Linked DNA regions of Mus musculus: regions 1, 2, 3, 4, 5 and 7 are each linked to region 6. The links are chromatin contacts, called in public HiCAR-type, HiChIP or PLAC-seq and promoter capture Hi-C maps. All regions are on one chromosome and are shown on one strand. The core of a region is the stretch at or near the end of the contact, and the rest is flanking DNA. Distances in the headings are between cores, read along the strand shown.

The links. Promoter capture Hi-C pulls out the DNA fragments that hold promoters and counts their contacts. HiCAR-type assays count read pairs that join an accessible place to other places. HiChIP or PLAC-seq counts read pairs in DNA pulled down with a chosen protein or histone mark. Capture Hi-C pulls out chosen DNA fragments and counts their contacts.
Region 1: a HiCAR-type map of astrocytes shows a contact between it and region 6, with 7 times the contacts expected there. The contact joins the promoter of Rab40c here to the promoter of Snrpc in region 6. A contact is called at or near these places in 1 of 484 Hi-C or Micro-C datasets (B cells), 1 of 115 datasets of contacts at active chromatin or transcription factors (astrocytes) and 1 of 9 other capture datasets (liver).
Region 2: a promoter capture Hi-C map of liver shows a contact between it and region 6, with 3 times the contacts expected there. The contact joins the promoter of Mrpl28 here to the promoter of Snrpc in region 6. A contact is called at or near these places in 2 of 39 promoter capture datasets (liver and pre-B cells) and 1 of 9 other capture datasets (liver).
Region 3: a promoter capture Hi-C map of cranial neural crest shows a contact between it and region 6. The contact joins the promoter of BC004004 here to the promoter of Snrpc in region 6. A contact is called at or near these places in 1 of 39 promoter capture datasets (cranial neural crest) and 1 of 9 other capture datasets (adipose tissue).
Region 4: a FOXA1 HiChIP or PLAC-seq map of pancreatic cancer cells shows a contact between it and region 6. The contact joins the promoter of Pim1 here to the promoter of Snrpc in region 6. A contact is called at or near these places in 1 of 39 promoter capture datasets (cranial neural crest) and 1 of 115 datasets of contacts at active chromatin or transcription factors (pancreatic cancer cells).
Region 5: a promoter capture Hi-C map of adipose tissue shows a contact between it and region 6, with 2.6 times the contacts expected there. The contact joins the promoter of Rhot2 here to the promoter of Snrpc in region 6. A contact is called at or near these places in 1 of 39 promoter capture datasets (pre-B cells) and 1 of 9 other capture datasets (adipose tissue).
Region 7: a contact with region 6 is called in a FOXA1 HiChIP or PLAC-seq map of pancreatic cancer cells. The contact joins the promoter of Fam234a here to the promoter of Snrpc in region 6. A contact is called at or near these places in 1 of 39 promoter capture datasets (liver) and 1 of 115 datasets of contacts at active chromatin or transcription factors (pancreatic cancer cells).

What each region holds. Positions count from the first base shown.
Region 1 is chr17:25,918,305-25,921,004 of GRCm38.p6, forward strand. Rab40c (Rab40C, member RAS oncogene family) reads right to left here and starts at 1,410. Exons shown (of 7, transcript NM_139154.2): 1 at 1,348-1,410; 2 at 1,061-1,245. The coding sequence starts at 1,202.
Region 2 is chr17:26,122,231-26,124,930 of GRCm38.p6, forward strand. It overlaps Mrpl28 (mitochondrial ribosomal protein L28), which reads left to right and starts at 1,273. Exons shown (of 5, transcript NM_024227.3): 1 at 1,273-1,619; 2 at 2,326-2,478. The coding sequence starts at 1,332. Pgap6 (post-glycosylphosphatidylinositol attachment to proteins 6) reads left to right here. Exons shown (of 13, transcript NM_021793.2): 13 at 1-1,024. The coding sequence ends at 4.
Region 3 is chr17:29,267,416-29,270,115 of GRCm38.p6, forward strand. BC004004 (cDNA sequence BC004004) reads left to right here and starts at 1,373. Exons shown (of 9, transcript NM_030561.3): 1 at 1,373-1,587.
Region 4 is chr17:29,489,384-29,492,088 of GRCm38.p6, forward strand. Pim1 (proviral integration site 1) reads left to right here and starts at 1,402. Exons shown (of 6, transcript NM_008842.4): 1 at 1,402-1,842; 2 at 1,942-2,048; 3 at 2,137-2,187; 4 at 2,282-2,648. The coding sequence starts at 1,761. It overlaps Gm26885 (predicted gene, 26885), which reads right to left and starts at 2,161. Exons shown (of 4, transcript NR_168683.1): 1 at 1,794-2,161.
Region 5 is chr17:25,843,235-25,845,934 of GRCm38.p6, forward strand. It overlaps Rhot2 (ras homolog family member T2), which reads right to left and starts at 1,291. Exons shown (of 19, transcript NM_145999.3): 1 at 1,166-1,291; 2 at 1,021-1,079; 3 at 855-936; 4 at 707-750. The coding sequence starts at 1,202. Wdr90 (WD repeat domain 90) reads right to left here. Exons shown (of 41, transcript NM_001163766.1): 38 at 2,537-2,680; 39 at 2,345-2,464; 40 at 2,141-2,225; 41 at 1,500-1,991. The coding sequence ends at 1,834.
Region 6 is chr17:27,838,833-27,841,532 of GRCm38.p6, forward strand. It overlaps Snrpc (U1 small nuclear ribonucleoprotein C), which reads left to right and starts at 1,255. Exons shown (of 6, transcript NM_011432.2): 1 at 1,255-1,337; 2 at 1,632-1,674. The coding sequence starts at 1,330.
Region 7 is chr17:26,242,918-26,245,617 of GRCm38.p6, forward strand. Fam234a (family with sequence similarity 234, member A) reads right to left here and starts at 1,325. Exons shown (of 13, transcript NM_001206335.1): 1 at 1,089-1,325.

The DNA.
Region 1 (2,700 bases), core at 160-2,659, 1.9 Mb before region 6:
AGGAGGCTGTGTGGATATGTGGTTGAAGCTGATGGGGAAAGGAAGAGTGGAGCAGGGACAAGCAGTCTCTCCAAAGCACAAGTTAACACTAAGCATTTCTGAAGCCAAGCCCAGCCCTTCCCACACTCCCCCATTGGAAAGGTAACCCCCCAAAGCCTTTCTGAGCAGGGCTGTCACCCTGGGACGCCCAGTTAAATACCAGTCAAGGCTGCCTGGCTGTGCAGAGGTCTTTTCACATACCCTGCAAAGTAAAACCATGACTCTTCCTTTCCTGCGCTGAAGATGCCTGCTGTGAACTGAAGCTGAGAGGTGCTTGGGGAGGACTTACAGAGAAGATCCAGCGCTACTGTTCAAAAGGAAGGGTCCTCCACTGATGTCCTGGCAGTCATCACCCTTGACAAGTCCTAACTGCTAAGAGTGGTAGATGTCTTACCTACACACTCAGCTGTTATTTACCAGACCGCCAGTACTCAGAGCAGTAAGACAGGGCTAACAAGACCCCAGAGAATGAAGTAAAAAAGCAGAGTAAAAGGGACTCGGGAAGCGACCAGGAAGGTAGAATTAGTCCAGTGATATAAGATGACAGGCCCACTGCACATTAATTCCTCCGGAGTCAGCAGCCCCTGTGATCCAATCCCACCCACTGTTAGCTACGATTTTACCTTAAATATCTAAATTAAGAGGCAAGCTCAGGCAAGTGCCAGTGATGCAATCTACCTTGTGTATTTTTTGCCATGCACCCGGAAGTTAACAAAAATCACATCGCAGCAGACCTATTTTCTCCCTGCACAGGGTGCGGTGTCTCTGAGCAAACCCCTCCGGCGGCAGTGCGGTGAGCACCGGGCCCGTCGTGCGGTATCTGCCGCGCGGCCCATTCCAGGCCCTAATGGACTCCAAAGACCTGCTGCTGTGACTTCTTAGTAGCCACCAGGACCCGCGCCCGCTTGCCGACGGCTCCTCAAGGCAGGGCCAGAGGATACCGCAGCGACACGCGCAGAGGCCGCCCGCTCCCGCGACAGGCCGCTCCCACCTCGCGCGCCCACAGCCAACCCCGGCCTACCGTTGCTGTAGGCGTACGGGGATTCAGCTGCGCCGTCCTGAAGGCTCTCCAGGATCTCGCCTTTGCCCACGTCGCTGTCGCCCACCAGCAGGAACTTGAGCAGGTAATCGTAGCTCTTCACTGGACTGCCCTGGGTGCCCATCCTCCCGCCCGCCGCACCGCGGCCCACGGCACCGCCGCCAGACCTGCGGGCGAAGGCTGGTGAGCGGCCGTGCGGTCAGGACGCTGATGCTCCCGCCCGCTGGCCACCGCCCCCAGTGCACCCGCCCCGCTGCCGCCAGCTTCACCTCAGCCTCCTAGCCGCCGCCGCCGCCGCTGCCGCCGCCGCCACCCGCCGCTTCCCGCACGGCACCGCGCAGCCCCGCAGCCCCGCCCCCGGATGCGCCGCCGCCATTGGCCACCCTCCGCCGGCCCTCTCCGGGCCATTGGCCTGGCAGCCTGGCCGTCACGGTCGCCCCGCCCCCACGTCGCCCCACACAAGGTGCCGCCCAGCCCACGGTCGCCCCGCCCTGCCCACTCGCCACTGCTACTGGCCCGCTGCCACCCTCTTTCTCACTTCTGTTGGTCTACATGCTTGTCTATCACTGAAGTCCCGTCCCCGCTATTTCGTACACAGTGTTGCTGAGGCTGGCGTTTTTCCCCGCCTCCTCGCTGTGACCATTGGCTACTTCCCACTGATTTTCCGAAATCATTGGTTGCTCTTGCATGTCCATCCCAACCCCTACTGCTTCCTGCAGGATGCCTCAGAGCCATAGTAGCCGGGCACCGACCTGCAACATCCTGGCCTCCCGCCCCCTCGTCATCACCATTGGCTACTACTGCTAAGGCATTTGTGCCATCTAACATCGATCATAACCTCCTAGGCCCACCCCTTTCCTAATTCGGGCCAATCAAGAGTCAAACATTACACAAGTCTACCCTTCCCCCCTCGTGGACAAGCGGAAGGGTAGAGATAACTCCTGCTTCAGCTGAGTCCCGGGAGGAGGGTGTTGGAAGGGGGCAGGTTATCTATCAAGCTGCGTTGGCCGGCCGCTCTCACAGAGACCCAGAAGGGAAGTAACAAAGTTCGTCGTACACTGTGGGGCTCGCCTTCCCTGAGGGCAGGGCGGGGACAGCCACTTAGTGTTCGCCCTGGAGGGGCAAGCCTCTCTCCCTTGTGGGCTGTTCCAAGGGGTGGGACTTCCTCCTGGCTGCGGAGTGGGCGGGGCCGCTACTGAGTGTTTTGGCACAAGGATGGCGGCTGAAGTCCACCTCTGAGCTGTCTCTTGTGGGGGACATCCTTCCCAAAGCGGATCCTGAGGGCTTGGACCAGCGACTGAGCAGCGTTGGCCCGGTGAACTCCAGGATGGGCAACGCATTGCATGTGCACACTCGGTCGGCCAGCTCCAAGGCTGGAGGGCCACGGACAGCGTTCTTGGTTAAGAGTGCATTCACAAGTCACATAAATAGCAAAAAATTTAAAACGTAAAACATAAGCCGGGCGTGGTGGCGCTCGCCTTTAATTCCAGCACTCGGAAGGCAGAGGCAGGCGAATTTCTGAGTTCGAAGCCAGCCTGGTCTACAGGGTGAGTTCCAGGACAGCCAGGGCTATACAGAGAAACCCTGTCTCAAAAACCCAAAACCAAACCAAACCAAACAAA
Region 2 (2,700 bases), core at 23-2,522, 1.7 Mb before region 6:
CTGATAAGGCTGGTTCATGGACACCTGAAACTCTAATGACCTCTTCAGCTAGGACAAGCGAGAGAGGTGCTTGTCTAGCCCCAACCAGGTTTCCATCTGAATAAAATTGTCCTGAGACGCTTGGCTTCTTTCTCCAGAGAAGACCCCCTCCACCCCAAAAAATCTTTATGGCTGCTGCCAATTCCTCTGAAGGTCACAGCTGTTTCCACCTGGAGCCCACAGGTGCCACGTGTGGGCTGATCACGCTGTTATGGATGGGGATACAGATAAGGGATTCCTGTGGTCCCCTTCCTTTGGAAAGCCGTGATATGAGACCCACAAGCAAGGAAGTCTGAGTGCACAGAGGTCACTCACTGTCTCTGACATCCTGTACCCTTAATGCCATCCTGCCTTGGCATGGGGATACCCTCCTGCTGCAGTTGCTATGGTAGAGTCCAGGGTCATCAGAGAGCTGATTAAGACCTGGAGTGCTGTGTGCTGTCCCTCCCTCATTGTCTGTTGGAGCAGGAGGCCTTCGGGAGAGCCTGAGGTAGCAGGCTGCTCAGCTGTATGAGGTCTGGCTCCAGAAGGCACACAATGCTCGCTAGTGTTCCCTTCTCTCTTAAGGGGTCCAAGGCCCCAGTCTGGTGAGCATTCTCCTGTGCTGGCCCTAGACACTTGGATGAGGCTGACCCCTACTGGATCAACTGAGGATTAAGGAGTGGGTTCTGGATCCCCAGCCCAATCTTTCTGGTCTCCTGGGGTCACTGAGCTGGTAGTGCTGTGTGCCCAGGCCATTTGGTTCCCACTGTGAGGCTCATCTGCTCTGAGTACTGGGATTGCAGGTGTGGGCTTCTGGGCTCCTTCCCAAGCTACTAACATCCTTTATTTGGCACCAAAGCACACTTTAGCCCCTGAAAGGGGAAATGTGTATATTCTGTTGGGGGTGGGGGGCAGGTGGTAAAATGTTACTGTTCTAAGATATGAAGGCATATTTTTATGTAATTGGTGAATTTAATATTCTACAATAATTTTTCAAATCAAATGAGTGGTCTTTTTTTTTTTTTTCCTTGCGTCCCTGGAGGGAAAGGGAGGTTGAGCTCAGGGTAGCCTTTCCCAACAGGCTTGCCAAAGCTGCTGGGGAACTCCTGGGCTGCACTTGGCAGACGGTGCCTTGAACCCATTCGCAGTAGATAATTTTTCATGGTCCCTAAAGGAGGCGGAGGGAAAGGGATTAGTTTAGATGGACGGGCGTTGCTGCCAATTGGCAGCGAGCGAAGGCGCACGTTCGGTGACGCTATTCCGGTTCCGGGAGGCGCGGGCGCGCTCTCCTAGAAGTAGAGGGTCGCGCGATGCCGCTGCACAGGTATCCTGTGCACCTGTGGCAGAAGCTGCGGCTGCGGCAGGGCATCTGTGCGCGCTTGCCCGCCCACTTCTTGCGCTCACTGGAAGAAGAACGGACGCCGACCCCGGTACACTACAAACCTCACGGGACCAAGTTCAAGATCAACCCCAAGAATGGGCAGCGCGAGCGCGTTGAGGACGTACCCATTCCAGTTCACTACCCTCCAGAGTCCCAGCAGGGACTGTGGGGTGGAGAGGGCTTGATTTTAGGCTACAGATACGCCAACAACGACAAGGTGGGTGCGGACCATCTCGGCTGTTCTGCATGCTTTGCTGAGCAGGCGCTGCTCTGGGCGCCACAAACGGTCAACCAGACTAACACAAGCGTTTTGTTTACGGAGCAAGCTAACTCCGATAGCAAAGTCTAGTCCTGAAGTGGGGTGGTCCTGGATCAGATAGTATCAAAAGTAAGGACAGAGTGGGGACAGTGGTGGAGAAAAGGAAGGAGGAAGGATAGATTCGAAGCTTGTGCCGAAGAGGAGGGAGAAGTGAAATCTGCTTGTCACCTGCTAGTTTCTATGCGCATTTCCCTCATTTTTAGGACGGAATAACTTTGCTCCTAGTACATAAAAATCAAAAAGACCGAGATGACTGCCTGGAGTCTATCTCTTCTGGTGATACTCTGCTCCTAGGCAAGCCCTGTGGGAGGAGAGAGTATGTTTCAGGCCTTCCAGGGTGTCATTCACTTGCCTGTGGCTACTGGGTTTCAGCTGTGTGAGAATCTGGAACATATACCAGTAGCATTAGGGCTAGCCTGAGTGAAGCAGACATCTAGGTGGGTGGGTGTCCAGAGCCAGCTCAGGGGCCCTGACCTGCATCAGTGGTCCTGAGGAGCGTCTGAGGAAGGGAGAGGGCCTGGCTCACAGTAGCCCAGGTTCCAGAAGGGTGCTTTGGGGCCCACTTGGTCTATAGGAAAACGGGAGGTTTCTCTTGCACCCTTAGCTCTCCAAGAGGGTGAAGAAGGTGTGGAAGCCACAGCTGTTCACTCGGGAGCTTTACAGTGAAATCCTGGACAAGAAGTTCACCGTGACTGTGACCATGAGGACCCTGGATCTCATCGATGAGGCCTATGGATTTGACTTCTATATTCTCAAGGCAAGCAGGGGTTAGTGCACTCCAAGGTCTTGTCAGACTCGTGGGAAGTGCCGAGTGCACTGCATGGGCATGGGCAGGGAGTGTGGGGCACCCCAGGGTAGCCATTACAAGTAGGACTGAGTCCCTGTTGGTGCAGCCCCTGAAGCTTTCTGTCTTGCTGAGGCCACTCCCTGTGAGTCGCTGACTTGTCCAATGGTTGTAGCCATTTCTTTTTCTTTCTTT
Region 3 (2,700 bases), core at 123-2,622, 1.4 Mb after region 6:
TCTGCCTCCCGAGTGCTGGGATAAAAGGCTTGCGCTACCACTGCAAGGCTAGCCCTAAATTCTTAAAGACATTCTCTGTTCTCTTCCAGCCTGTCATCTAAGGAGGCTGCCACTCTGATCGTCACTGTTCTCTGTAAAGCTGGTGTCCTTAGGGAAACAGAACTGTACCTCTTCAGTGCAGTCTCACCTGTCTCTCTTTGCCTTGCAGCTTCAAGTGATGGGAACTCTGCTAACCCCAGTTCTCTCACTCGGTGAGGTTCTGAAAAGGGGACTTTGAGAATTTCCAAGGCCACCATAGATGAATTTAGGCTCCATATATTCTCCTTTTTAGTTTTTTTGTTTTTTTGTTTATTTGGTTTTTCGAGACAGGGTTTCTCTGTATAGCCCTGCCTGTCCTGGAACTCACTCTGCCCGGCAGCTACAGACAGTTCTAAGCCATTGTGTGGGTGCTGGAAAGTGAACTCTGGTCTTTTTCTGGAGCAGCAGGTGCTTGTAACTCCGGAGCCCTTTCTCTAGCCTGTGTAACTGTCATTTTAAGGGGTTAAAAACAAAGTCAGTTCTGGCAGGCTTAGTATGTCAGCTGAGGGTACAGGTAGTAGTGGGTGTCAGGAAAGGAGACTTATTTGTGCCTGTATGGGGAGAGCGTAGAGTGGCCTGGTGGCCTGGAGTCTTTGCTCTGGTTCATCTGACCCCATCTCACAGTCACCATGGCTTTTGAGTTATAGCATCAGGGCTGAGCCCAGCATTTTGTTTCAGGTCCCCGGGTAGAAATCAGTTAAAGGTTCTGATATAGAGGCTTGAGAGATGGCTTGGCTGTTCAGAAAGCTGTTTTCCCAAAGAATTTGAGTTCAGTTCCCAGAATCTATATCATTCTGCTCACAGTTGTCTGTAAGTCCAGTTCCATGGGATCCGGTGCCTCTGAAGACACTTATGTGCATGGAGAAGCGTACACATACTACACACACACACACACACACACACACACACACATATACAAACAGTTGCTGACTGCCACTCCCTATTTGTGAGAGAAACCTGCAGTCAGTTAACCAGCTCCATAAACCTGTTTGGCTGGTTCATGGTCAGGTGTTGTGAGAATGTTCATGTTACAATATATAATTCTTGAAGCAGTTTCCTAAGAGTACAGTGCTTAGTGATGCTTACCACAGAACCAGCAGTCAATAGATACAAACGAGTGAGCCAAGTGTAAATGGGAATGAATTGAGTCAATGAGTCCGGACCCCTAAAAAAATTTTTTTATTATTATTATTATTGTTGTTATTAATATTTTGAGACTTCTACGACTGAGAAGGCGCAGTAGTGCCATCTGGACGTCAGGGGGAGCAAGAGCACAAGCTTTTCAGATACCGCGAGATTTGCCCCGCGCCCCGCGCCCCGCGACCTCGCCAGATCTGTTTCGGAACCTGGGGCGCAAGGAGCTTTTCCTTTGTGTTCCAGCCCTGGCCGGCGGCGCGAGAACCACTTCCGGGTCGCGCTGCCGGAAGCAGGAAGTTGTTGGCCCACCCTCCTCGCCCGGCGGCTGCTGTCCCCGAGGCGGGAGGAGCCCGAGAGGGCGCGGGCCCGCATGTGAGTGACTGGGGCCCGAGGCCGGGAGGGGGGAGGCCGGCCGCCCTCCGCGGCCGCCGCTGCCTCGCGCCGCCCTCCTCGCCGCTCCCGTCCGCGTTCTGCTGACTGACAGCACCCCCGACCGCTCCCCGGGGCAGATCCCCTCTGACATCTTTCCCGAGGCTCCGCGGGGAGGGTGACGGGGTCCGACACTGCTCGAACTTGGTTCGCAGACGTGGCGGCCGTGTCCGAAAGCCCTGACCCCGCTTGCCAACCTGTCACAGATGCCTTAGCGTCACCCCTGAATGGCCCCTTCTTAGACATCTTAGCCCAAATGTTAAGGAGGAAGTACTTAATTTAATTTTATTTATTTTAATGTGGACTTAATGTGATAAACTTGGCGTCTCAGAACGTGGCATGGCACACTGACCCGTTTGCAGTCAATCGCCTGCCAGTACGAGAAAAATAAGCTGCCTAGTGTTTCCTTGCATTTTAAGACTTAAACCTTGCAAGCCATGTGTCGTGAGTATGCTATGTCAGAAACATAAAGGGACACGTTTGTCTTTTCACAGTGCCAGGCACAATGTCTTTCACAATGGAAGTACAGATTCACAAACTGGGTTTCGTTGGCTGCAATTTTGCCAAGATTTCGAGATTTCCCTTGACAGCTGGCCATCACCGAAAATAGAATATATCATTCCAGTCTTCACTGGTGATATTAACTCTCACCGGAGACTACACATCCCACAGTAATTATATGTCTATGTAGGCTATTGAATAGCTGTGTAAGGGGTAAAGAGGCCACAGGAGTTCTAAGAGGCCTTACATGAAGCAGAAGACAGATGTAAAGAGAAAGACAAGTATTCATGATAAGGTATGAAGGCTTTGGAGCTGAGGGAGGCCCGGAGCTAGACTTCACCATTGAGGTGAGCTTGGGAATGAACTGGAAGATGGTCCAGAAGGACACACAGGTGGCCACATCAACAGTGGCAGGAAGGGGAGGATCTTGAGCTCCAGAGATTGGTAGGAGTTCTCTGCTGTCAGCCTTTAATGAACACACTCGTGGTTACACGGGCAATGGGGGCTCTTGTCATTATAGCTTTAGAAGTGTTCATGGGGCTCAAGTGAAGGTGA
Region 4 (2,705 bases), core at 152-2,651, 1.7 Mb after region 6:
GGCTCGTTCCTCCTTTAAAGATCTCTCAGACCTAAGAACAACAACAAAAATAACGAACAAGGGGTGTAGCTGGCTGTCCATGACTCTGGCCACCAGTATCTCAGTTTATATGGATTACACAGAATGAGAGTTTACCCATTTCCACACGTCGTTATCAACTCTCCATGAAGTTCAAAAGGACAAAAGATGAAAGCGGACTCGGCTAGCTTTCCGTGGTATTTCCACGTGCATGTGGGGACTTTCCTTTGAGACAAGGCTGGGGTGGGGGCCAATAATATCTGGTATCGCCTGACTGCTAATACCAAGCTGATGAGAAGGTAACTACCGCAACAACCTCTGATTAAACCCAGCGGCACCCTCCCACCCTCGCCCGCGATCAGGAATTTTCCTGCTCCTCCCGCCCTCTCAGAAGGGGCTGAGGCAGCATTTGGCAAGAGAAAGCTAACGTTTGTGTCGTGATTTCCTCTCTCAGGCGCTCGGACATGGACCGAGGGGATCAGGTACCCCGGGTCCCTTCTAATTCTCTCTGCATTTCTAAATTGAGAATCTTTGTCACCGGCTCCTCGCATCCCAGGTCTCCCCCACTTTTCCTCGCAGGCCTGTGACTGGCCTCGGTGTGCAAAATGCCGGTGACTCACGTCTTGCACAGCCTTCGCCCCCAAAAACACAATCATCACCCCCAGGATCTAGCCCACATAACATCGTCAACCCGCCCCAGCAGCCTTGGAGGTCTCCGGGCTGAGTCACACCAGAGGACCACCCTGGTCGGCATCCACACACACGCGGTCCCTACTCATGGCTTCCGCGCCCGCCACACCAACGCCCTTCCATTTCTCACAACTTGCTACGCTCCAGCTCCAATCCTCGACCCCCCTCCACAACCCAAATCTCCGGGAAACACAGAGCCGGCAGAGCTGGCCTCGGGCGGCCTTTGATGGCTTTGTTATTGTTTGGGTTTGAATCGATACGCCCCTCCCCATCCTTCCTCCCCCGCCCGCGCGCGCCACCCAGCTCCCGCCTCCCTGCACGCCCAGCGCCCCTCCCCCTCCGTTTTGGCGCCTTTTCCTTCCCGCCACGTCGTGGCGGCGTTAGCGACCATTCTGACCGCGAGGCGAGAGGCGGGGCCCGCAACGCCTTATGCAAATAGGGCGTCTTCTGGTTGGCTGAAGCCGCGCCCGAGGGCGGGGCCGGGGAGAGGGGTGTAGCCGCGAGGGGGCGGAGCGGAGGGGAGCGGCCCTGGTCCCGCCGCCTCCCCGCCCCCTCTCCGCCCTCCGCCGCCGAGCCAGCCCGGCTCCCCACCTCGGCCTCCCGGAGAGGCCCCGCCCCGTCCCCGCCCGCCGCGCGCGCCCTCCCCAGCGGCGCGCTCCGCCCCTTTACTCCTGGCGGCGGGGCGAGCCGGGCGTCTGCAGCAGCGGCCGTGGCGGCGGAGGAGGCTGGAGGGGAGTCGGCAGTGCCGGCGGCGGGATCGGCAGTAGCAGCAGCAGCAGCAGTCACAGTCAGCAGCAGCCCTGGGTCCCGCAGCGCCTCTCGCCCTGCCGCCTCCCGCACTGCCTGACCCAGCCGGCGAACCCGCCCGCGGCCAGCCCCGCCAGCGCCCTCAGTCGTCCTCCGACTCGCCCTCGGCCTTGCGCGCCAGCCGCAGCCAGAGCCGCAACGCCACCCGCAGTCTGAGTCCCGGCCGTCGGCTCAGCCCCAGCTCGCTCCGCCGCCGCTGCTGCTCGTCCCGGCACCGGCGCCGCACCGACACCCTGGAGGTGGGGATGCTCCTGTCCAAGATCAACTCCCTGGCCCACCTGCGCGCCGCGCCCTGCAACGACCTGCACGCCACCAAGCTGGCGCCGGGTGAGTGTCCCCACCCCACCCTGGGCGCGCGGGTCGTTGGGACGCCGGGAGACCCCCGCGTGGGTCGAGCGCGCTGAGTGTCCCGTGCCTCTTTCCTAGGCAAAGAGAAGGAGCCCCTGGAGTCGCAGTACCAGGTGGGCCCGCTGTTGGGCAGCGGTGGCTTCGGCTCGGTCTACTCTGGCATCCGCGTCGCCGACAACTTGCCGGTGAGTGGGCAACGCCGCCTCGGGGAGGGCGCGCGGAGGGATGCTTTGAGCAGGAGGGTCTGATGGAGACTCGGGGGTCTTCTTCCAGGTGGCCATTAAGCACGTGGAGAAGGACCGGATTTCCGATTGGGGAGAACTGGTGAGTGAGCCGGAGCCAGAGACCCTCTCATGGGTGGGTGGGTGGCGACGGGCGTGCCGGAACCGGCGCGCTAACCCTCGCCCTCACTCTGCAGCCCAATGGCACCCGAGTGCCCATGGAAGTGGTCCTGTTGAAGAAGGTGAGCTCGGACTTCTCGGGCGTCATTAGACTTCTGGACTGGTTCGAGAGGCCCGATAGTTTCGTGCTGATCCTGGAGAGGCCCGAACCGGTGCAAGACCTCTTCGACTTTATCACCGAACGAGGAGCCCTACAGGAGGACCTGGCCCGAGGATTCTTCTGGCAGGTGCTGGAGGCCGTGCGGCATTGCCACAACTGCGGGGTTCTCCACCGCGACATCAAGGACGAGAACATCTTAATCGACCTGAGCCGCGGCGAAATCAAACTCATCGACTTCGGGTCGGGGGCGCTGCTCAAGGACACAGTCTACACGGACTTTGATGGTGAGCCAGGCCCCGGGGAGGGAGCTGCCCAAGGTGCCGGCCTGGAAGCCTCTGGCG
Region 5 (2,700 bases), core at 41-2,540, 2.0 Mb before region 6:
GTCCCGGGTGCTCACAGCAGGATGGGTAGGGCTCTGAGGCCAGGAAAGTCCACCTTTGCCAAGCAGGCCTCTCCCTGCCAACACTCCCTAAGAGACACCAGACCCTAGCACCATGGCTCTAGACAGCACATCCTGGACTTATGACAGACCTATCACACGCAGGTTACAGTCCCAAGGCAGGTCTCTCTCACTTTCTATCTCAGTACAAGCAGCAAGGATGCTGCAGATGCAAGCAAGGAGACACTGCACCCTGACCAAGTGACCAAGTGACCTGCACCTATAGGACACAAAGAAGGCTGAAGGACTGCATTCAGGAACATAGTAAACTCTGGCATCAGGGAACGCCTAGTTAAGATGGCATCCACTACAGCCTAGGGAGGAATAGTACTGGGGAACCGAAGTATGTTAAGGAAAAGCAATGAAGGGTGTGTGTGTGTGTGTGTGTGTGTGTGTGTGTGTGTGTCTGCTCCCCTCAGACCCTGGGATGGATCACTAATGGCAGTACTGGCCAGGTCCTGATTCCCAGAAAGCTATGATCTGGAAAAGCCAACAATACTCAGCCGTGAAGGTCACAGCTGAATTATCAGGGTCAAGCAGAGTCACCTAATCCAGCCGCCAGGAAAGGAAGCCGATTAAGACTAGATGGCAGCAAGTTAGGACCAAAGAATTGGGCTCAGTACCCAAGGGCCTGCAAGATGCACCGCACCTTGTGGATCTCCTCCTGAAGTTCTTCCTCTGTCTGCTCCGCTTCTAAAAGGAAAAAGAATGCTATGTAGAATGGCTGTTGCGCTCGATTCAGACCGGCTGCAGGCTCAATACACACCGGCTGGGGGGCAGCATTTGGAGATAGATACCTGAGTAATCCACGATATGAGTGGGCACCTTCTCCGGGGTGACGTCGGCGGGGATGGTTATCTCCTCCGCGCGGGCAGGGACCTGCAACAGGTGGGTCAGTATTGAATGCGGAGCGGCTGCCCAGAGCCTGGCATCCGCCCTAAGTGCCCAGTCCGCCCCGCGCACCTCCTCGGGAAACTCCTCGCCGACCAGCGACAGGATCAGAGACGTCTTCCCCACCTGGGCTGCGCGGGGAGAGGGAACAGTAGTCAGGAGCACCGCCGAGGTCACGGCGACCCTACCGGTCTTCCCGCGGCCCCAGCGCACCTACCCTCGCCCAGCAGCAGGATGCGAACATCGCGCCGCATGGCTGCTGCCCGCAGCAGCACCCCAAACCCACCCCTCCCGGCCCGGCCCGGCCCAAGTAGACCCAATCCCAACCCCAACCCTCTCCTTCAACCCGCTCAGGCCCCCGCACTTCCTGTCTTCAGTACCGCCCTCACCCAAGCTTCCGGTCCCGCCCACACAGCACCAGCTAGTGGTTGGGCTAAGGCAAGGCGCCCGCGCCCGCCTGCCAGTAGAGTGTTCCTGACTCTGCAGGTGGTGCAAACAACTCAGACTCAACGGGCTCCTCGGGAGGAAAGGGTGAGCTCAGGCCAGAAGTGATGCAAAGACACAATTTATGGGACAATAAAACAATGTATCGCTATAATAAATGCCAGTGTTTATTTCCTTAAACTGTACAAAATAAAAACAATAAAACAACCTTCATGTGAAAAACAACCCAGTATGCCAAGTTTTGTGTAGGAGGGAGTGGTTCTGAGGGTCAAAACCACACTTCACAGATTCTAAGTCACTGCCACACCCTCAGCCTCCTTGAATCTTTTCAGATTTCACCCAAATTCCAAACAATGCAGTTCTGAAGCCTGTCCCAGCCATCCTGGCTCGGCATACAGCAATCCACAGTCTGGCTTTTCTGCCTATGTTCCTAGCAATAGCTCAGGGATCGGTGACTTCCCACACCAGGATCTCGTTGTGAGCAGCTGTGAAGAGCAGTCTGCCAGATGGAGTGAACCTACACAGGTGGACCGAGTCATCATGGCCTTCCAAGTCCTGGGCAGTCCCTGACGCACAGTCTAGGAGCCTCATCATGCACTCTGTGGGTAGATGACAGGGTGCTCTGAGTACTGACACCTTGCTGGGAACCTTGCTGAGGGGAGCAGGGCCATGACATCTACGCCCCCAAACCTGCTATGGCTGAGGACTGTCAAAGCTGCCCTCTCTATGTGTGTCGACCAGCACTCACCAGCAAAACCAACCACCATGAGCTGAGATCCTGGGGACAGGCTCAAAGACATGGCAAAGAAGGGCAGAGGTGTCTTCTGTATCACCTGTAGGAAAACAATATGACACTGAGGTCTCCTGCCAGGGACAAAGCCCAGGCTCCATGGCCTTCTAACCCTATGACACAGCCCTGGATGTCCACCTACAGAGCAGTGATCGCACAAACCTGCTTCTGACGGAGGCTGTAGAAGATGACCTCCTCATGTGCACCCAGGCCCACACACACCAGTATCGCCTTATCCCAAGGGCAGAAGGCAGCAAGAGAGGGGGGCAGGAGGCCTGGAGCCTGTGGAAAGCAGTATGTTGTGCTGGGTTGTGCAGACTCCAATCCCCACCCACATGACCGTGGAACTCTTACCTCTGAGACAGCAGGTGCAGGAAAGCTCAACCATTCCAGGAGTTCACAGCGGTCCCGGAGCCAGTCAGAGACCCAGATGCTGACACGTTGGTCCCCACTTGCAGCCAGCCACAGTTCTACACCCTCTACCCCTAGGTCTCCATACTGGGAGAAATGAGGGATGT
Region 6 (2,700 bases), core at 5-2,504:
CAACGTCTATAGAATCACTACCATTTATGGTGGCCTAAGTGCATAGACCTTTCGCTAAATGCCCTATGAGCTTTACATTTAAATTTTTTTTATATTTTGTTTTATTTTAGACAAGGTTTCCCTGTGTAGCCCTGGCTGTCCTGGAACTCACTCTGTAGACCAGGCTGGCCTTGAACTCAGAAATCTGCCTGCCTCTGCCTCCCAAGTGCTGGGATTAAAGGCGTGCGCCACCACTGCCCGGCTTAAATTCATTTTTGTATTATTGTATGTATATGGGTGTTTAGTTTGTAAGTGCACCATGTATGTGCCTAGTGCTGGGAGTGGATTAAAAAAGATCCATCAGACACCCTGAGACTTGAGCTGCAGACAGGTGGGAGTCACCACGGGGGAGTGTTGGTGATCGAACTTAGATTGTTCCAAGAGCAACAAATGCTTAATCGCTACACCAATTCTCCAGCTACTTTCCAGCATTTTTACATTTGATTCTTCCTTAAACTGCACAAGTTATTACCTTTACTTTTCAGATAAGGAAACTGAAGCTCAGAGAGAGTAAATTGCACAGCTAGGAAGGAAGCAGGGAGACAGGGTTTAAAACTTGAGACCCGCCCCACTCACCCAGGAGTGTGTCCCTACAATTCACGTCTGTCTTAATTGCTCAAATACAATGATCAATTTCTCAGTGATCGTCTTCTACATTTTCTTTGTCTTCCTTGATGTTCAGCTGCGCTCTTCCCCGCTTCATTTCCCCAGCATAGGACTTTGATCCCTCAGCCACTGATCGATTTCAGCTTACTGCTAATCAGGTCTTGGAGAATGAGAACTTTTACCTGATTTGGTTCTGCCTTTTTCACTTCTCATTTACAGAAGAGCTGGGTACATACTAGAGCAGTGGTCGTGACACCTTTTGCGGGTCGAACAACCCGTTCACAGGTTTCTCCTAAGACCATCAGAAAACACCGATAATTTGCATTACTAGTCATACGAGTGGCAAAATTACAGTTATGAAATAGCGACAAGAATAATTTCTGGTTGGGGGGGTCACCACAATTTGAGAAGCTGGATTAATGATTCGCAGCGTAGGAACTGCTGACTCAGGGTTTTGGAACCTTTTGTTGATAGTACTAAATTACGCACTTCCTAGACGGAGTAACTAATCCTGAATAAGTGAGCGCGGATTGAACCTCAGAGGCACCCACAGCATCCGTAGGGCAGAGGCCGGAAGCGGAAGTCCTACCCCTCCTGTCTGCATCCTTTGCTCGCGTCGGCGCAGCCTGTGTGCGTCAGTTCCTGGCGGCGGGGATCGGGGTAGCCAACGGCTTGTGGAGCATCATGCCCAAGTGAGTGTGGCCCTGGGAGCAAGCGGACTTGCGGTGGTCAGTTGGGTCCTGGTGAAGGTGCAGGGCGGCGGCCTCGGGTTCTGGACGTTCCGAGGGGAAGGCGAGCCCCTCCGAGGGATGGCGGGTGGAGACCCAGGCTCTCCGGCCATCCTGGCAGAGTGGGCGCGGACCCTCGCTCAGAAGCCTCGCATTCTGTCAGGACGCTTTGTTTGACTTACAATCCGAGGAAGTTGGGTTTTGGGTCTGTTTGTTTGGACAGCTGTTAATTGCTGACGTTTTCTTTTGTCATTTCAGGTTTTATTGTGACTACTGTGATACGTATCTTACCCACGATTCTGTAAGTGGCGGGTCTTTTTTATAATCCTAAAACGCCTTGTATGCAAAATTCTTTTTCTTTAGGTCCAGGTGTGTGCATTACAGTCTCCTGGAAATTTTATGACAACCTTTCTTAGAAAGTAATTAGGAAGCGGGTGTTTTTTCCCACCCTTTTTGTGAGGTCTTTGCAATTTGAAGGTATTTGCAGAATGATAAAACTTTAAGCAAGCTTGAAGATGGAAAGCATTTGCGTATACAGAAACTGCATGTACCTGTAATGTCAATACTTGAGAGGCTGAGCCAGGAAGATGGCAAATTCCAGGTCAGTTAAGGATACATATTGAGACCTTGTCAAAATAACTCGCCCCACCCTCCAAAAAAAGCCCAACAAAACAAAAAACAAACAAACCAGGAGTGTGTTCCTACAAACTTGCAGATTTGATTATGTCACATTATTCAAATGCCTGGTTAAAATGGAAAGAAATGTCTTAGTGTACAGCTCCATTCTCAGCTCCTGTGAGAACCTCATTAACTATTGATCATCAGGAGGAATAACTGAGATATGTGATTAGTGTTGCCCCGTGTGTAGCAGCCACAAGGCCCAGCAACAAAGTTAGGGCCTGGCGCCTGTCTTCCTAGTACACTGAGATGGAGCATTGCTGTGAGTTTAAGGCTATGGTGGGAGACCCTACCTCAAAAAAAAGCAAATCAAAACAACCTTTAGCAACAACAAAATTTGGTTTTTATGGTTTTAATAGTTTTAAATAATCTATTTATCTGCCCCCCCCCCCCCCAATCTCCTGAGGAAACAAGACAGATCTTCTGGAATAATTTGTAAACCAGGCTGACTTCGAACTCACAGAGAGCTGCTTGCTTTCTGCCTTCTGAGTGCACGGAGTAAAGTTATGTGCCACCACTTCCTTGGCTTATTTATTTTTGGAAAGGGTTTCATTATGTAGCCCTGGGTGGCCTAGAACTTATGTAGAACAGGCTGTCCTGCTGCCTCCATGCCTGGGATTCAAGGCCTGCATCACTCCGACCAGCCTAT
Region 7 (2,700 bases), core at 75-2,574, 1.6 Mb before region 6:
TGCACACACTCATTTCATAAGCTCTGCTGTACCCACCTCCTATGTACCTAGTAATACAAAAAGAATGTGGAGGGGGGAGTTAGACTTTGCAAACTGGGTCATAATGACAGTGGTTTCTATCACTCCCTATCGCCCCACTTCCCTTACAGATAACTCTTCTGAGGGAAGGCAGATACCAACAGAAAACAATGAGGACTCCTGCCACTGGTCTTTTGAGTCCACTATCTTGGATTTGGATCCCCCAACTTGGCGAGAGTTACTGGGCCATCATCACCCAGGTAGACTGATTCCCTACCCACAGAAAGTGTTGACTAATAAAGGTTGTTTTATTTTGTGCATTTGGGGAAGACCGCATATTGTAGCCCAGGCTTATCTCAAACTCCAAATTCATATGTCTCAGCCTCAACTTCTGGGATTACAGAAATCCACCACCACACCTAGGATAAAGATTGCTAGGATAAACCAATAAACTTCTTGTTTGTTATAAAGCAACATATAAGGAATACAAGGAGGCAATGGAAGGAGTAAGAAAAAACGCCAGTACAGAGAAGAAACAGACAGCTCGGTGTAATGAGGCAGGAAGATTGCTTCCAGTTCAAGGCAGCAGGAGGCGGTGGTGGCCTTAAAAGAACATTAGAACTGTGAGGGTGGAATATGAAGACAACCCCATCACCAACCACTCCTGACCGTACCCACCTCACTGCCTTGGGCCTGAACTTGAAGAACATGAACTGATTCTCACTGATACTAAACACACGGGGCCCAAAGAGCGTTAGGATTTAAGGAACATGTCCACCGGAGCACAAAGTTCCTCTGGTAGGTCAACCCCTGTCGCTCCGGGTCACCACAGCGCCCTCCAGGGAACAGACACGACGGAGCAGAGATTTGTTTGGCCAAGTTGAGCACGCTTGAGGGTGCCAGGCCCTGTGCACTGCTACTCTGGGAGCTCAGGCGGGGCCGACCTTAGCTGTGAGCTGCAAGTGGAGGCGGGACCCGCTCCTGGCCCCCACTAGCTCCGGGCGATCGAACGCAGACGGCTTTGGCCGGAACCAGCTCGCGCGTTAAGAGTTACCTAGTCCGATCCTGACCTGCTCTCGGACCTGTCCGCGAGATCCTGCTCCTCAGCAAGTGGTACAGGACTGGCGAGGCTGGCTCAACTGCGGTCCCTGGAATCCGGGATCCACATCCCCAAGGTTCCCGGGAGGACAGCGGCTGAACAGGAGTACAGACTACGCCGGACAGCAGCGCCCCTCCCCGGCGCACCCCGGTCCGCCCGGCCCCGAGGGCAGCGTGCCACGCCCCCACTGGGCCCACCCAGGAGGCCCGCCCCGCAGTAGGCCCCGCCCCAGAGAGGCTGTGACCCCCCCCCTTAGTTCGGCCCACCTGAACTGTGCGTCACTTCCTGCCAGCGGAAGGGGCGTACCACAGCGATTCCGTTCTGTTGACTGAGTCGGTTGCTTAGCAACACGGCCACTGTGTCCAGTGTTGCCCTTTTCGAGCAGAGAGCCTGTTTGTGCAGGAGCATTTTGGCATGATAATGCTGTGATGGCTTAGGCCTGGTGTTCCCATACTAACCCCAGGAATCCATGAATGGAGACAAGACAGAAGGCCCATGCTAAGGCTTCTTTTTTCTAGCCTGCGTATCTTTCCGATCACTTACTGGCCACGGTATTTTCTTTCCTCAGTGCACACGCAGGCACATAGAGACACACACTACGACAGAAAGGGAAGATCAGAGGACAGTTTTGTAGAGCTGGTTCACTTTCGCCTTTATGTGGGTTCTTGGGATCGAACTTAGGTTACAGGCTTGCACAATAGCTTGGCAAGGACTTTTACTCTCTGAGTAGGCATAAATTTTTTGCAACCTACTTTTTTTTTTTTTTTTTGGTTTTTCGAGACAGGGTTTCTCTGTGTAGCCCTGGTTGTCCTGGAGCTCACTTTGTAGACCAGGCTGGCCTCGAATCAGAAATCTGCCTGTCTCTGCCTCTCCAGTGCTGAGATTAAAGGCGTGTGCCACCATGCCCGGCTGCAACCTACTCTTAATAAGGGTCCAACCTCTCCTCTAGCCTACAACCCAGCAGAGGCAGTGGAAGAGAAAAGTTATTAGGATATGGGTGAAATGGACCGGTTCAGCAATAATTCTTTAGGGGTGAGCTAGATCTTCTTGGGCAGCAGTTCAGTCCCATAGCAAACACCAAGTACAATTCAGCAGCTGCAGACCAGTCCTCTAGGGGGGCAGACACCAGACACTAACCACCAGCTGCAGTCCAGTCCTCTAGGGGGGCAGACACCAGACACTAACCAGCAGCTTCAGTCCAGTCCTTTCAGCAAGCAGACACCAGGCAGCTGTAGTTAAATCCTGAAGAAACTTCTAGATTTGCCAACCAGCCTGATGTGAGGCCGCAGAAGCTGCAAGCTGCCATAGGAACCTCACAAGCAGTTCTTTGGATAATTTCTCTCAATGGCAGTGTTACCACAAGGTGAGCTCAACAATGCTATGTAAGGCGAACAAATACATGCGTGTCTTTAGCAAAGAATAGCAAGGCAGAGCAAACCAAATCTCAGTGCTCCTCTCCCACTGTCTGTGGGGTCACATTTATACTCCTTTATCAAGAGTCCTTACACGTGTCTGCTATATCCAACAAGCATCCTTTCACTTGTGTCTGCTTCAGGAAAACAGTCTTTTATGTGTTTGCTTTA